5 separate regions of the Mus musculus genome follow, and regions 2, 3, 4 and 5 are each linked to region 1. A link is a contact called in public HiChIP or PLAC-seq data. All regions are on one chromosome and are shown on one strand. Each heading gives the region's core, a stretch centred on a gene start, on an enhancer-like site or on the middle of the called end of the contact. The rest is flanking DNA. Distances are from core to core; before and after follow the strand shown. Region 1 holds the start of Fzd6 (frizzled class receptor 6). Region 2 holds the start of Azin1 (antizyme inhibitor 1). Region 3 overlaps Atp6v1c1 (ATPase, H+ transporting, lysosomal V1 subunit C1). Region 4 has its middle 19 kb from the start of Gm45924. Region 5 overlaps Gm45924 (predicted gene, 45924).

What was found. HiChIP or PLAC-seq counts read pairs in DNA pulled down with a chosen protein or histone mark.
Region 2: an HNF4G HiChIP or PLAC-seq map of pancreatic cancer cells shows a contact between it and region 1. The contact joins the promoter of Azin1 here to the promoter of Fzd6 in region 1. A contact is called at or near these places in 3 of 484 Hi-C or Micro-C datasets (cardiomyocytes and embryonic stem cells) and 3 of 115 datasets of contacts at active chromatin or transcription factors (differentiating embryonic stem cells, extraembryonic endoderm stem cells and pancreatic cancer cells).
Region 3: an H3K27ac HiChIP or PLAC-seq map of extraembryonic endoderm stem cells shows a contact between it and region 1, with 5 times the contacts expected there. The contact joins the enhancer-like site here to the promoter of Fzd6 in region 1. A contact is called at or near these places in 6 of 39 promoter capture datasets (cancer-associated fibroblasts, cranial neural crest, hippocampal neurons and 2 more), 2 of 15 datasets of contacts at CTCF or cohesin (the NIH/3T3 cell line and embryonic stem cells), 18 of 484 Hi-C or Micro-C datasets (the 4T1 cell line, the HL-1 cell line, LSK cells and 9 more), 11 of 115 datasets of contacts at active chromatin or transcription factors (craniofacial prominence, embryonic limb bud, embryonic stem cells and 6 more) and 4 of 9 other capture datasets (adipose tissue, embryonic stem cells, liver and 1 more).
Region 4: a FOXA1 HiChIP or PLAC-seq map of pancreatic cancer cells shows a contact between it and region 1. The contact joins the enhancer-like site here to the promoter of Fzd6 in region 1. A contact is called at or near these places in 22 of 39 promoter capture datasets (the 3T3-L1 cell line, 3T3-L1-derived adipocytes, the C10 cell line and 14 more), 3 of 15 datasets of contacts at CTCF or cohesin (the NIH/3T3 cell line and embryonic stem cells), 42 of 484 Hi-C or Micro-C datasets (the 4T1 cell line, the C2C12 cell line, the HL-1 cell line and 24 more), 30 of 115 datasets of contacts at active chromatin or transcription factors (the NIH/3T3 cell line, astrocytes, bone marrow-derived macrophages and 18 more) and 4 of 9 other capture datasets (adipose tissue, embryonic stem cells, liver and 1 more).
Region 5: a CTCF HiChIP or PLAC-seq map of the NIH/3T3 cell line shows a contact between it and region 1, with 6 read pairs. The contact joins the enhancer-like site here to the promoter of Fzd6 in region 1. A contact is called at or near these places in 8 of 39 promoter capture datasets (the 3T3-L1 cell line, the C10 cell line, the HPC-7 cell line and 5 more), 1 of 15 datasets of contacts at CTCF or cohesin (the NIH/3T3 cell line), 8 of 484 Hi-C or Micro-C datasets (the HL-1 cell line, the N1E-115 cell line, Th1 cells and 5 more), 15 of 115 datasets of contacts at active chromatin or transcription factors (astrocytes, craniofacial prominence, embryonic basal ganglia and 10 more) and 2 of 9 other capture datasets (adipose tissue and liver).

The regions. Positions count from the first base shown.
Region 1 is chr15:39,004,934-39,007,657 of GRCm38.p6, forward strand. Fzd6 (frizzled class receptor 6) reads left to right here and starts at 1,347. Exons shown (of 7, transcript NM_001162494.1): 1 at 1,347-1,499; 2 at 2,292-2,630. The coding sequence starts at 2,454. It overlaps Gm26704 (a long non-coding RNA gene), which reads right to left and starts at 2,136. Exons shown (of 2, transcript XR_875317.3): 1 at 1,129-2,136.
Region 2 is chr15:38,517,882-38,520,605 of GRCm38.p6, forward strand. It overlaps Azin1 (antizyme inhibitor 1), which reads right to left and starts at 1,385. Exons shown (of 12, transcript NM_018745.5): 1 at 1,028-1,385.
Region 3 is chr15:38,685,348-38,688,071 of GRCm38.p6, forward strand. Atp6v1c1 (ATPase, H+ transporting, lysosomal V1 subunit C1) reads left to right here. Exons shown (of 13, transcript NM_025494.3): 9 at 1,457-1,549; 10 at 1,669-1,762. Among named protein-coding and RNA genes, the nearest start is that of Atp6v1c1, 25 kb to the left of the region's middle. Within about 2 kb of position 1,309, at least 4 of the 459 cell types and tissues checked have an H3K27ac peak or open chromatin away from gene starts, as enhancers often do. A contact at or near this core is called in extraembryonic endoderm stem cells, where this site is marked.
Region 4 is chr15:38,708,437-38,711,160 of GRCm38.p6, forward strand. No RefSeq gene overlaps it. Among named protein-coding and RNA genes, the nearest start is that of Gm45924, 19 kb to the right of the region's middle. Within about 2 kb of position 1,400, at least 243 of the 459 cell types and tissues checked have an H3K27ac peak or open chromatin away from gene starts, as enhancers often do. A contact at or near this core is called in the 4T1 cell line, the C2C12 cell line, the HL-1 cell line and 38 more, where this site is marked.
Region 5 is chr15:38,724,574-38,727,297 of GRCm38.p6, forward strand. The region is part of intron 1 of Gm45924 (predicted gene, 45924); the gene reads right to left. Among named protein-coding and RNA genes, the nearest start is that of Gm45924, 2.6 kb to the right of the region's middle. Within about 2 kb of position 1,323, at least 17 of the 459 cell types and tissues checked have an H3K27ac peak or open chromatin away from gene starts, as enhancers often do. A contact at or near this core is called in the HL-1 cell line, the N1E-115 cell line, the NIH/3T3 cell line and 2 more, where this site is marked.

The DNA of each region.
Region 1 (2,724 bases), core at 97-2,596:
CAGGCCTGTGCCACCACACTCAGCTGAGATATATTCCTTCTATATAGAAACTTAACATTTTTCTGAGAAATATTCTTCCCACGTAGAAGGTTAATTTTCTACATAGAAAACATCTTACATAGAAACCCATTTTTCAATACATAAACTGTCTGACTTTTAATAATATTAAGATTAAGACAATTAGTATTAACATTTCTTTAACATGGTCTCGTCCTTTACAGTTGTCCTAAGCTTTTTTTTGTTTAGTTTTGTTTTCAAGGCAGGGTTTCTCTGTGTAGCCTAGCTGTCTGGGAACTCAAAGGTCTGCCTGCTTCTGCCTCCTGAGTGCTGGGACTGAAGATGTGTGCAACCATGACCGGCTTGTCCTAAGTTTTTTGATAAAGCTGGGAAAGAGTTCTCCAAAATTCATCTCTAGTTGATGTTTCCAGATTTCAAATCTTGTCTGGTTATTCGGTGGTGTCCCAAGTACTGAAATGTGACATTTTTCAGCAGCACAGTGATTCAGCTAACAGCAGTCTCCATTTAAAAGTTATTTTACAGGCTGGGACTGTAGCTTAACATAGTAGGCATGCTAGTACCAGTATGCACAAGACCCTGGGTTCTATCCCCATTAGGAACAAGAAGAAGAAGAAAAGAGGAAGAAGAGGAGGAGGAGGAAAGAAGAAGAAAGAAGAAGAAGAAGAAGAAGAAGAAGAAGAAGAAGAAAAAGAAGAAGAAGAAGAAGAAAGAAAGAAAGAAAGAAAGAAGAGAAGACACTTTGTGTTTGCCAACAAGTTCCTTTGTACCTCATACCAGAGTCCTACATATCAGGCATTATTGAATGTAAAGGACTCAAAAATTAGTAACCATTCTTGTATTCATTTATCATGTCTACATAGAGAGGACTCTACACATCCCCACGCCCCTTTTTGGTAATTTATCTGAAGTGATGGTGGCAGAGCTGGTTCTCAAAACCACGTTGACTAAAGCAGTTAACTTTCTGTGGGGCTTTTGCAGCAGTAAAGCTGTAGAACCGGCCGAAGCTGGCACCTGCCGTTCAAGGTGGTGGCCAGACTCCCCGAGTTAATAGGCTTTTCAGCCAAGAACTCAGGAAGTTCCTCGCTAACTCTGATCTCAGCTACCACTCACTACAGAGCAGATCCCCGCGGCTAAGGCTCCTCGCTTCCAGAACGGAAAGTGTGCTCTGCAGGGCACTTCCCCAACGGCCTGGGTCTCACGCCTGGGTCCGCGGTGCGAGCGGAGGCGACAGCTCGGCGGCCCCCGCACCGCGGCCGGCTGGGCTGGGCGGGGCGCAGGGCCGGTCCCGCCGCCGCGAGCCCCAACCTGCCCGCCCGACCTGGCGGCGCAGTCTCGCGGGATCGCCCAGCTCTCGCTCCCCGTTGCGGCCCCGGAGGCGGTCGAGGCCCGGACGCTGCCCCCCACCGAAAGCTCGCCCCGGCTGTCTGGGGTGGCGGGGCCGCGCGACGCCGAGGGACAGCCACCTTCCTCTGCCGCCCGAGGTGAGGCGTCCCCGGCCCGACGGGGCGGGCGGGCAGCGGCCGGGATCGGAGCCGCAGGTGCGTCGCCTCGGAGTCCCACGCAACTCCTGGAAAGTGACTCTGGGTCCCCGCAGGCCGGGGACGGAGCTGCTCGGCTGCAGGCCGGGAACAGGTGCCCGACGCGGGACCCCGGGGGCTCAGGGGAGCCTCCCGCAGTCCCCATGAGCTGACCGTGGAAGGTTTGCGCTGGGTGGAATTCGGGGTACAGGGGGCACGGGGTGAGCGCGTTGAAGGGGAAAGTGCTGGAGGTGAAGAAGCGCAAAGGAGTCACCACCCAGGCCCACTCTTCCTAGGGGGACCTCGCTCAACCCCAGCAGACTGATTTTCGCCTTTGCGAAAACAGGAAAGGCACATCCGCAGAAGTCTGCGATTGTAGAGAGAGCTAAAGTTGAAGAACTCTGTCTGGGTCACTTGTCCTCATTTTCCCCATATAGTGAGATGGCCAAGGGGCCCCTAGACCCCCTTTCTTCTAACCACCATCACCCCTTTCCTCGCTCCAACTTGCTTATGCCGTGCCTCCTCTTACCCGGTGTTTTAGACAGTATAACCCTTCATCAGCAGTTCCCTAGAATTGAGGCTTCCTTAGCAAAGTGATACATCCGCGCCCGGGCAGGTGGATATGTCTCTTGCTAGGATGGAATTTTCCACATTTTTTTCTTTCTTTGTAGCATTAGTTACCTAGCATGACATTTGACTTGGATTTGACTTTGTGACGAATGTTACTGATAACACACTTTGGGTTTGTTTTTACAGCAGTTGCCCCAGAATTCATTTTCAGGAAACAGCTTCTATCAAAATGGTACAAAGAATGCAATGAGGAATTTGTACATTTTATCTCTGATTTGAGAATCTTTTTGATGCGGAAAGGAGCATAAGAATAATCCAAGCCATGTGGTAAAATCGGAGTCTGGCAAGATGGAAAGGTCCCCGTTTCTGTTGGCGTGCATTCTTCTGCCCCTCGTAAGAGGACACAGCCTTTTCACCTGTGAGCCAATCACCGTTCCCAGATGTATGAAAATGACTTACAACATGACGTTCTTCCCTAACCTGATGGGTCATTATGACCAGGGGATCGCTGCTGTGGAAATGGGGGTGAGTGGATTTTCATGCCTATATTGAAAATTAGTTTATACGTAGTATTTTTCTCTTAACTATTACTTTTTAATCTTTAAACATAGTTTTTTTC
Region 2 (2,724 bases), core at 135-2,634, 490 kb before region 1:
CTTTCCTGAGGAAGTTAATCAGCTCTCACCCAGGCTGTGCATATATTAATGGTAAAACACCACAGGACAAGAACAACCTAAGATATCCACCACAAAACTGAGTTCAATCTGTTCAAACATCCTGAGGCTGTAAACAGTGTAAACTGCTTGCTTCGTTCAGCCAGTAACACACGTTCATGATACTTAATACCATAAAACGTTTAAACACTACTAACCGCTGGCAGCCAACAGAGTCCTTGATAAGCCGCATCAACCTACCCTTCGCCCTCTTTCTGCCCCGCGATCACAGCTAGGACCAGAAAACGAAGCCATGGTGACTAATCTCCAGGCTTCAGGAGGTGACTGGGGTAAGTGAAAGCGACTTGGCCCAATCAGGAGAGCCGCAGGGGCGGGTCAGCAGCGCCGAGGTTTCCAGAAAGGGCCAAAGGCCTATTCGCTTGCTACTTGACACCGGGGCTTCCCCGCCGCCGGCCCCGAGTGAGGTCAACTTTCCACCGCCAGAGGGGGAGCGCGCACTCCGCACCCCCTCTCCCGCCCGCAAGAATCCAGCCTCCTCCCAGCTGTCACCAGATGCCGGCTCGAGGCCCGCCCCGCTCCATTCATAACCCGGAGCCCCGGCCGCCGCAGCCCGTCCACTCCGCACCACAACCCCCTGCAGGCACTGAGACAGGGAGAGGGCGATGGGACCCCCAGCCCTCCAGGCTGCCGCCGGACCCCCTCCCCGGAAACAGCAATGCACCACGGGAGTGGGGTGGGGGCCGCATGCCGCCGAGAGGGAACAGCGACCACCGCCAGCCTGCCCCCGAGCGCGGCCCCACGCGCACACGCCCCCTCGCTCAACCGCGGCTGTCGGCTGCCGCCCTGGGTCGCGAGGCGCCGGCCGCCGCCCGGGCCACCGGCAGCCGCCACACACGCCGCCGGCCGCCATGTTCGAGGCCGCCGGCTGCGGGGCACTGCGGGGACACCGAGGGCGGCGTGGCCCAGCCCAGGCGCCGGACCCTCCCGCGCCCCTAAGTCCGGTACTCACGTGAGATAACGGCCCAAAGAGTCGGGTAAAGCGTCTTCTCTTTTTCGGCGGAATTTTTAAAGAGGGATGTGGTTACCTTGAGCAGAAATACCCAAGGCGGCCTGGGCCATAGGCTGCGGGGACGACGTGGGGGAAACGCGCGGCACCGACACCAGCTGAGCAGCAGTGGCGGCGGCAGCCGAACTGGAGAAATGGAGCGGCGCGAGAAAAAGAAGAAAGGCGCGAACTGGGTGGGGAGAGGATTCAGCCTCGTCACTCCGCAGAGCAGCAGAGCGAGAAGGATGAGAAGAGCAGAGCAGGAGACAACCAGAGAGAAAAACGGAAACACCGCGGCGAGAGTTGAGCCAGAGAGTGTGGGAAGGCGGTGCCAGAGACGCCAGTATTTATACTCAGGGGGGCGGGGGCTGCTGACGTCACAGACGGCCGGTCGGCCGCACGACGGGGGTGGGGCCTGTGCCGCCGGGGAATGTGGGAGGGGCGGAAGGGGAAGGACAGCCTTGTGCAGTTAGGGGGCCGAAGGGCGGGACCACCGGGCCTGGCAGGTGCTGGCCCGGCGCTCGCTTCCCGCCCTCGCGCTGCAGCCGCTCCCCAGCGGGCTGCTAGTTTCGTAGGCGGGGCAGAGGGCGCGCGGCCCAGCGGATCGCGGATCGCGCCCTCGCCCTTGCGGCGCCTGCGCGCCACGCTAGCAGCCAACGATCCGCTTTGTGAGCCGGCAGCTAGTCCATGCTGACGGCAGCCTTCGGGACCGTCCTGGGTCCTCGGCTTACCGACTCCAGTATTTTAGGAGAGGAGGGTGTGCGCCATCACGGGGCTTTCTCGGTGCACTAGTTTATGTAACAACTGTATACTATGCCCGGGGACTGTATTCCGAGGGAGAGGTTCCCGCCTCTCCATGGGTTGCGGAGCTCCGTTATGAAAATGAGTTCCCCGTGGCCAGCAAGAACCAGTCCGGTGTGGTTACTGAGGCTTTGATCGTACCAGAATGTTCCTCCGTGTTCGCATGTTGCAATATGGTGCAGTAGATTTTTTTTTTAAATGTGGCTTTTCTTTCTTTGTCTTCATTTTCAAAAAGGGTTGATGCAGTCAGACCCAGCCCTATTAAAGCGGGGCCAGTGTTGCTGAAGTTACATGACTTAAAGGCACATCTCTTTAATCCTCTGCATTTCTCGTTTGAAGTCATTCTTTTTTTTTATTCTTTTGTTTTGTTTCTCCAGAAAGGCTTTCTCTGTGCAACCCAAGCTGTCCTGGAACTCCCTCTATATACCAGGCTAGCCTTGAACTCTGCCTGGTATATAGGTGCTCCTAGGTGCTCCTGCTAAAGGCACGTGCCACCACACCAGGGTTTCTCTCTAATCTTGTTTGTTTTGTTTTGTTTTTCTTCAGTTTTTCGAGACAGGGTTTCTCTGTATAGCCCTGGCTGTCCTGGAACTCACTCTGTAGACCAGACTGGCCTCGAACTCAGAAATCTGCCTGCCTCTGCCTCCCAAGTGCTGGGATTAAAGGCGTGCGCCACTACTGCCCGGCCGTTTTTTCTCTATTCTCTATTATTTAATAAACTTTTATTACTAAAGTAAAATGACGGATGTAGCCTCCCCCCTCCCCTTATATTTAAAATCCTTTTTCTAGCTGGATGAGGTGGTGCATGCCTTTAATCCCAGCATAAGAAGGCAGAAGCTGATGGATCTCTTGAGTTCAAA
Region 3 (2,724 bases), core at 59-2,558, 320 kb before region 1:
CAGTTTCTCATGTAGCCCAGGCTGGCCTGAACTCATACTTTGCCTGTCTCTATCTCTCAAGGGCTGTATGTTCCACCAGGCCAAGCTTGACATATGTGTAGCCAGGTCTGGCTTGGGGCTCATGATCCTTTCAACTCTGCCTCCCAAGGGCTGAGTAATACCATCTTAGCTAGATAGTGCATACGTGGGTATCATCTTACCTAGATTTTGGATTCCTTTTGAGAAAGATTCTCTTTCTGTAGTGCAGGCTAGCTTAGAATTCACTCTGTGGCCCGGGCTGGCCTTGTACTCCTAATGATCTTCATGGCTCAGATTCCCAAGTGTTGGGATCACAGGTGTGATCCATCACATCCAGGTTTATTTGTTTTCAACTAATATTCTTAAATTTGAAAGATTCTTTTAGGAGTGTTTGTGTGTGTGTGTGTGTGTGTGTGTGTGTGTGTGTGTGTGTGTGTGTGTGTACATGTGTACCATGTGCATGCCTGGTGCCCAGGGATGTCAAAGAAGGCATTGGCTCCCCTGAAACTGTAGTTATGAATCTGAGACCTCAACCTCAACCTGCTCTTAACTGCTGAGCCATCTCTCCAGCTCTCATTAAAACCCTTCCTGTGGCTCACTGTCCACCTGAGTTTGAAAGGCACTAGGAAAAGAACTAGGCGATCATTTCATAGGGTGGCTTAGGGAAGGAGGTGTCAGTGTTCTGAATCAGGAGCACTTCACTGATGATGGCGGTGAGGCCCTCCCTGTCCTGTGCTGTGGAGGTGGCCTCAAGTGACTGACCAGCTGATTGGTCAAGAGCCAGGGCAGATTTAGTTCTTAAAGCCAGCCTTTAGGTGAGCTCTGTAGTTAGCACCTGAATTTACTGGACGGATGAGGAGTTCACTAGGCTTCTGGGGAAAATGAAACTTAAAATACTTTGTCTAATTTTAATTTATTTAATTAAAAAGAAAGCATTTAAATTCCTCAAGAACCCTTTCAGTTTCATCAGTCTTGCTTCTGTTTTAGAATCACCATATTATAAATAAATACTATGGGCTGGAGAGGTGGCTCAGTGGTTAGGAGAGTACCTGGGTTCTGTTACCGAGCTGGCAAGTTCTGATTGGGGGTGTGGTGGGTGGGGAGACAGGAGTTGATAGCAGTCCAGAGTGGTTGAGGCAGACCCTGGTGAGCTGGCTGGATTAGACTGGAAAGAGGAAGAATAGTTCATGAGACAAGAAGAGACAGTTTGACCAAGCAGACTGGTGCTAGAAGTTGAACTGCACGCTCCAGAGTGTGAGCAGATAACTTTGTTAGCTAGGAGGTGTGGTAGAGGGTGTGAAGGCCTGTCTGTCAGGAGTGCCCATTGTCTTTCCCGTTGGAGGTGGTGCAGATGAAGTGAGGTGAGGGTCCCTTCTCATCCTGTTTCTCAATTCTGCTGTTTAAGTATAGAGCTTAAAATGACTTTTTCCCCCTTTAGTGTTCTTTCAGAGGACCAAGACAGTTATCTTTGTAACGTCACCTTGTTTAGAAAAGCAGTTGATGATTTCAGACACAAAGCCAGAGAAAACAAGTAAGTCTATCTGTCTAATCTGTCTCATGTATATACAGAGATGTATATTTTTTTTTTTTTAAATGTGTTGGCTTGGCTATATGTGGTGTAGACAAATTTGGATTTTCCTCCATATTTAGGTTCATAGTTCGTGACTTCCAGTATAACGAGGAGGAGATGAAAGCAGATAAAGAAGAAATGACCAGGCTGTCTACTGACAAGAAGAAGCAGTTTGTACGTGTCCTTCCTTAGTGTTGTCAGTGTGCAGCAGAGGATGAAGCAGTGCTGCTGTCTCTGACTAGGGTTTGAGGTCCTTTACTATCCTCCTCTTTTGAGACAGTTTCATCCCATGGTCAGGTGGAATGCACTGTGTGGCCCAGGGCCGTCTGGAGCTCGGGGACTCTCTTGCCTCAGCTTTAGAGTGTAGGGATTATAGGCAGCCAGCAAGTGCCAGGTCCCTCTGTCAGCACTCCCACAGCTGGGCTGTGTGTCCATGCCTGCCTCAGCCCCTTTACACCTCAGGTCCCACCTCTGAGCCGCAGCCTCCTTTTGTAGTCTCTTCATTGGATTTTTTTTAGAGCTTATTTTGCTTTTGATTCTTGGAAAATGGAAAAATACATTCTGGGGATACTGAAAGGGGAGGAAAATATGAAAATGTAGTTTATAATTTGGTGCTTGAAAAATGTAAATGTTGGGACTGAAGATGTAGTTCAGTAGAGTGCTTACTTAACGTGCACAAAGCCACAGTGCCACAGTGCCAAACACTGGCTGTGGGGGCACACCCTGTAATCCCAGCACTGGGGGAAGAGCAGAGGGTAAGGGAGTTCTAGGTTATCCTTGGTTACATGAGAGCTTGTCTCAAAGGTAATGAAGATGTACAATTAAATATGTGTCCATCCCCAGCAGCTCAGGGTTGTGTATAAGAAGGAGATGCCTGTGGCAGCTCCTCCCAGGCCAGCCCAGGCTTTCCTCAGACACCAGGGAACCCTTGACCCTGCACAGCTGCACAACCACTTACCCCACTGACTGCTCTGCTTCCTAGCAGGCAGATGTCACATGCTGTGTGCCTGGAAGCTCAAAGAGCAGACATTTCCATCAGAGCTTATTGTATCCTCTTGGCCTAAACATAGTTGTTTGGTACATCCAAATGATCCTAAGTTAGGTGTTAAGTCAATGATGTCTTTGTAGGTCGACAG
Region 4 (2,724 bases), core at 150-2,649, 300 kb before region 1:
CATCTCTGCCCCACCTTTGCCAGAGTCTGGGGCCTAGATCCAACCCCTGCGTCCACTTCTGAAGGATGGAGGCTGGGTGTAGCTTTCAGCCATCACCTCAAAGCATAGTGGATAGGGAAAGGAGCTGTCTGTCACGGATCGTTCTGTGTTAGCCACGTGCCAAGGCTTCCTCAGATATTGCCCCATAGAGGCCAGTGAGAGGGTTCTCAGCCCCTGTGAGGAGGACCACAGCTCTGACGTGGAAGCTTGCCCTGTGCCTCCTTCTTCCAAAAGCATGCCCTGTTCTCACCGGCTTTTAACCTTGGAGAGGCAGGTGACCCTACGTTCTCAGGGGAGAGGCAGGTGTCCCCACGTTCTCAGGGGAGAGGCAGGTGTCCCCACGATCTCAGGGGAGAGGCAGGTGTCCCCACGTTCTCAGGGGGAGAGGCAGGTGTCCCCAAGTTCTCAGGGGAGAGGCAGGTGTCCCCAAGTTCTCAGGGGAGAGGCAGGTGTCCCCACGTTCTCAGGGCTGTGCTTAGTAGATGTATTAACCAATTCTCTGAGCCTCACAGACCCTTCTAGAAGGGGCTCAAGAGTTTGCAAATTGAATGAATCAAGCGCAAACTCCACAACAACAAACTAAAAATCAAAACCCAGACAGGTCAGACTATCCAAACAGTAGGGGGCTCTATTCACTCATACGATAAAAGAAAAAAAATTTTTTTTTTCCAGTAAAGATTTGCTATGCCAACATGATTCTAAAAACTGCTCAAAAATAGAATACCATATTTTAAATTTAACATATATTTAAATAATTATTAAAACTTAAATAATTTATTTTTGGAGGGGAAAAAAAAAAAAACCTGCCTAGGCCTGAGAGTGTAACTCAGTGGCTTCAGACCCAGGACTCTCCTGCACAAAAGCCATTACAGAAAAGTCTTCAAAAGTGAGACCAGACCCAGCATTCACAGTATCTGACCAGGGTCAGCCACTGCCAGGCACGAGACTGGGGGGTAATTATCCTAAATTCACAGTAGCAGCTGTGACCTTTGCAGAGGGTTTGGTAAATGTCACCCTACACTGAGTGCTTTGGTCATCATCTCATTTAATCCTCAGAACAGCCCCGTGGTGATAATGGTGGCTGGAAACTGAGAACCTAGTCAGCTCTTCCCCATGCCCTATCTCCCCCCACGCCCAATGGCGCGCCTATCAGTCTTCCTCCAGTCTGTCTGGCTCCAAAGTTGAGACCTTAACCACCCGTCCCTACCACCTCACCATGTGGCAAATTACTTTTCCTTCTGGACTCTCAGTGGTGGTCTGGAAAGCAGCCAAGCGTTTGTAGGAAAGCTCTCGGTCTGAACTTGGAGGAGCTGGGAGTGATTATTACTCGTGATCTGAAAACAAGAAAAAAGGTCTGGGGGCGGGGCACTCTAGTTTGTTCTGAAGTCTGCGGTTGAGTGAAGGCAACCCAGTCATTTCAGCAGAGTGCTATGTTACCACTGATGGGATTTCGGGGAGAGATCCTTATTTCAGACTCCAGGTCTTTACCCCTCTGTTATAGTTCAGAGCAAGGCTGAGAGGGAGGGAACTTAGATTCTACGCCTGGCTTCTTTTCTTAGATGAATGAGGTCTTCTTCAGCCTCCTCGAATCTTCGTGCAAAGTTCAGGTTATTTGCTTGGCCTCCGTCAGAACTCATATAGGACAGGTCTGGTGTTGCACTGGTGGGCAGGGCAGCACCGTATGGGCGTGGCAGTGCAGACGCAGGGCTTTCTGTGGAGACCAGCATTTTCCTCAGAGCGGAGCAGCAGGCAGGCCCCGCAGAGAGGAAAGCTCTGCAGAGGGATATTTTTGAGACTGATGCAGAATCCTAAGTAGTGACGTCCCAGTGACTCAGCTGGTGGGTGGAAGTGATTTTCAATAATGACAGTATCACCATGTCCCTCCTCCCACAGTGTCTCACATCACCAAAGACGTGCGCAATAGCCCTGACCCCACTGACTCAGCTACTGAGCACCGCAGGAAGAGAATAAAGGGAACAGGGGCGGGCGGGCGCCTCACAGGCTGTCCCTCTGAACCGTGCAAACCATTTTGCATGTGGAGAGTAATGCCTTCCTCTTCCTCAGAAGCAAGCACAGAAAAACAAGGGTGGAAAAGGTCACCTTGTCCGTCTGTCCTCCAATTGTAAAACAGTCCTCCAGGAGTTAAGTGCTGCATAATTATAGCCACCATTATCAGGAAGAGGCCACTTGAGTTAATTAGAAAGGGAAGCCACCCAATTGCAGTTAAAAACATGTGGAGCTTGGTAGCATTTTTGAGAGAAAGAAACTGCAATGCTTAAATAGAGCCATTTACAGATGTCTTTTCAGACAGAACAACAGGAAAATCAGCTTAGCTAAGAAGTGTGGGTCATGGCCGATGTTTGGAGCTAATGAGTGACTGAAACAGTGCCTGTCACCAAGGCAGTCTTGTGTCCTTCCTGACCTCGGGTGCCTTCAGAGGTAAGGGGTCAATTAAGGACTTCTCTGGGGCTTGTGAAGGATTGTAGTGACCTTAGCAACAGTTAGCAGTGGGAGGAAGGGAAGGGTAGCTTCCTAGGAGCCGCCTTCTCATGAATAAACATGAGTTTGTCTTAGGGCTGTGTTGGAATAGAGATGCCAAGTGTGGCCAGAGTGCACCGCAGGAGCCAATGGCTGCAATGGTTGGAGGCTTCCGCTTCACCCCTCATCTATGCCGAAGTCTGGGGC
Region 5 (2,724 bases), core at 73-2,572, 280 kb before region 1:
TATAATAGCCAGAAGCTGGAAAGAACCCAGATGCCCTTCAACAGAAGAATGGATACAGAAAATGTGGTACATTCACACAATGGAGTCCTACTCAGCTATTAAAAACAATGAATTTATGAAATTCTTAGACAAATGGATGTATCTGGAGGATATCATCCTGAGTGAGGTAACCCAATCACAAAAGAAGTCATTAGATATGCACTCACTGATAAGTGGATATTAGCCCAGAAACATAGAGCACCCAAGATACAATTTACAAAACACAAGAAAATCAAGAAGAGGGAAGACCAATGGGTGGATGCTTCATTCCTCCTTAGAATAGAGAACAAAATACTCATGAAAGGAGTCACAGAGACAAAGTTTGGAGCTAAGATGAAAGGAAGGATTATTCAGAGACTACCCTACCAGGGATCCATCCCATAATCAGCCACCAAACCCAGACACTATTGCATATGCCAGCAAGATTTTGCTGAAGGGACCCTGGTATAGCTGTCTCATATGAGGCTATGCCAGTGCCTGGCAAATACAGAAGTGGATGCTCACAATCATCTATAAGATGGAACATAGGGCCCCCAATGGAGAAGCTAGAGAAAGCACCCAAGGAGCTGAAGGGGTCTGCAACACTGTAGGTGGAACAACAATATGAACTAACCAGTACCCCCAGAGCTCGTGTCTCTAGCTGCATATGTAGCAGAAGATGGCCTAGTCGGCCATCACTGGGAAGAGAGGCCCCTTGGAATTGCAAACTTTATATGCTTCAGTACAGGGAACACCAGGGCCAAGAAGCAGGAGTGGGTGGGTAGGGGAGCAGGGCAAAGGGAGAGTATAGGGAACTTCCGGGATAGCATTTGAAATGTAAATGAAGAAAATATCTAATAAAAAAGAAAAACAAAACAAGACAAACAAACAAACAAACAAACAAACAAAAAAGATTGCTTCACCAGGGTCTTTGTGATGCCAGCCTCACTTGCTCAGCAGGGATCCAGCCCACTCAGGCTCCTCCCTTCCCGAGCAGGAATCACGTATGTCAGCTCATAGGGTCTCATGGTTCTCTAACCTGTCCACTACCATCCTAGCTATACCTGGTAGATGAAGGCAGGTCTCCTTTCATGGCTGCTGGCTGTGCACTGGGAACCCTGCCCTTTTCCAGTGCAGCTTTTTGGCCTCAGGTAATCAGAGGGAGGCCAGCACAGTTGGAGTGGGTGTTGCTGTGTGAGTCTGGGTACCTCAGAAAGGAAGTCCTCACAGGCTTGGTGCCTGCAGCCCAGGATGGAGTTGCACTGCCTCCTGCTCTTCCCAAGGTCTTTTTTTTTGTCTGACTCATGCTCCTTAAACATCTGATGCTACAGTGACCCAAGGGTGTGGCTGTTTCTCATAGTAAAAGCTCCTGACTCACAGGAGAATCTTAAGACACAAGGATGGAGTGGGGTTTGTTCTAAGAATGGGATTGCAGTTAACAGCTAGGGCCTGCTCCGGGAAACCAGAGTCCTAGCACCTCACACAACCGTGGGGTCCTGCAGCCAGAGGACTAGGTGGGTGGCTCTTTGTGTTGATAGAATGAGCTGTAAAATGCTCTTAACTGATAAGGTTTGGAATGGTGTGTATCAGTGGCTCTCAACCTTCCTAATGCTGCAACCCTTTAATACCGTTCCTCATGTTGTGGTGACCCCCAACCAAAAATTATTTTCACTGATATTTCATAACTGTAATTTTGCTATGGATCATAATGTAAATATCTGCTTTCTGATGGCCTTAGACAATCCTGGGGAAAGCGTCGTTCATAACACCCGAAGGTGACATGACGCACAGGTTGAGATTCACTGGCGTATACAATCAGCCATCAGTCGAGCAGTAGTGAGAACTCAATACCGTATCCCTGGACTACCACACACTCTAATAATAACTATCAGTGGTGGTGAAGGGGACAAAGCTCCACACTGCCACCGCAGCCTGAGGAGTTATATCCTCTAGGGACCTCCACTCCAGTAAAACCAAATATTTGACTAAGTTTTGGAAACTAATTAAAGGACAAGTCAGAAGTGAAGCAAAATTGGCAGGTTCATTACATAAAGGTAAATTATTGACATGCTTCAGATCCAAGGACAGGCTGTAGGGAGTTCTGCAAGACACCCAGGAAAAAGACAATGCACAGCCACAAGACATGGTGCTGGCTTCTATAGAGAAAGTTAGTCACCCACAGGTATCTTTGTAATAGCTCTATATGTAATCCTGTGTGTCTAAGTCACATGGTCAAAGGATGTAATTACAACAAGACTTAAAGATTAAACAAAGTTTAAAACTTAAGTAAAAACAAAACAAAACAACCCCCCCCCCCCCAAGGAAAGAGAGCTGTCTTACTTATCTTGTCTTCCTTATCCTAAAGAATTTCCCTTTGTAAAGGAAGGTGTAGGCTTCACAAGGTACATTATGTAGGTTTAGGGCCACAAACATTCTGTCCTAAGTAAACACACTTTTTGAGGTTAAATTTTACTAGTGTTTAATTATGATTAGGGGTGGTGTGTGTGTGTGTGTGTGTGTGTGTGTGTGTACTCATGATGTCTGCAGAAGCCAGAGGCATTCAGTCCCCCAGAGCTGGAATTATGGGTGGTTGGGGGTTCCTTACTTGGTTGTTGGGAACGGAACTCAGGTCCCCTGGACAAACTGCAAGCTCTTTTACCTCCATAGCCACTGATCCAGCCCACAGGTTTGTGTGTGTGAGTGTGT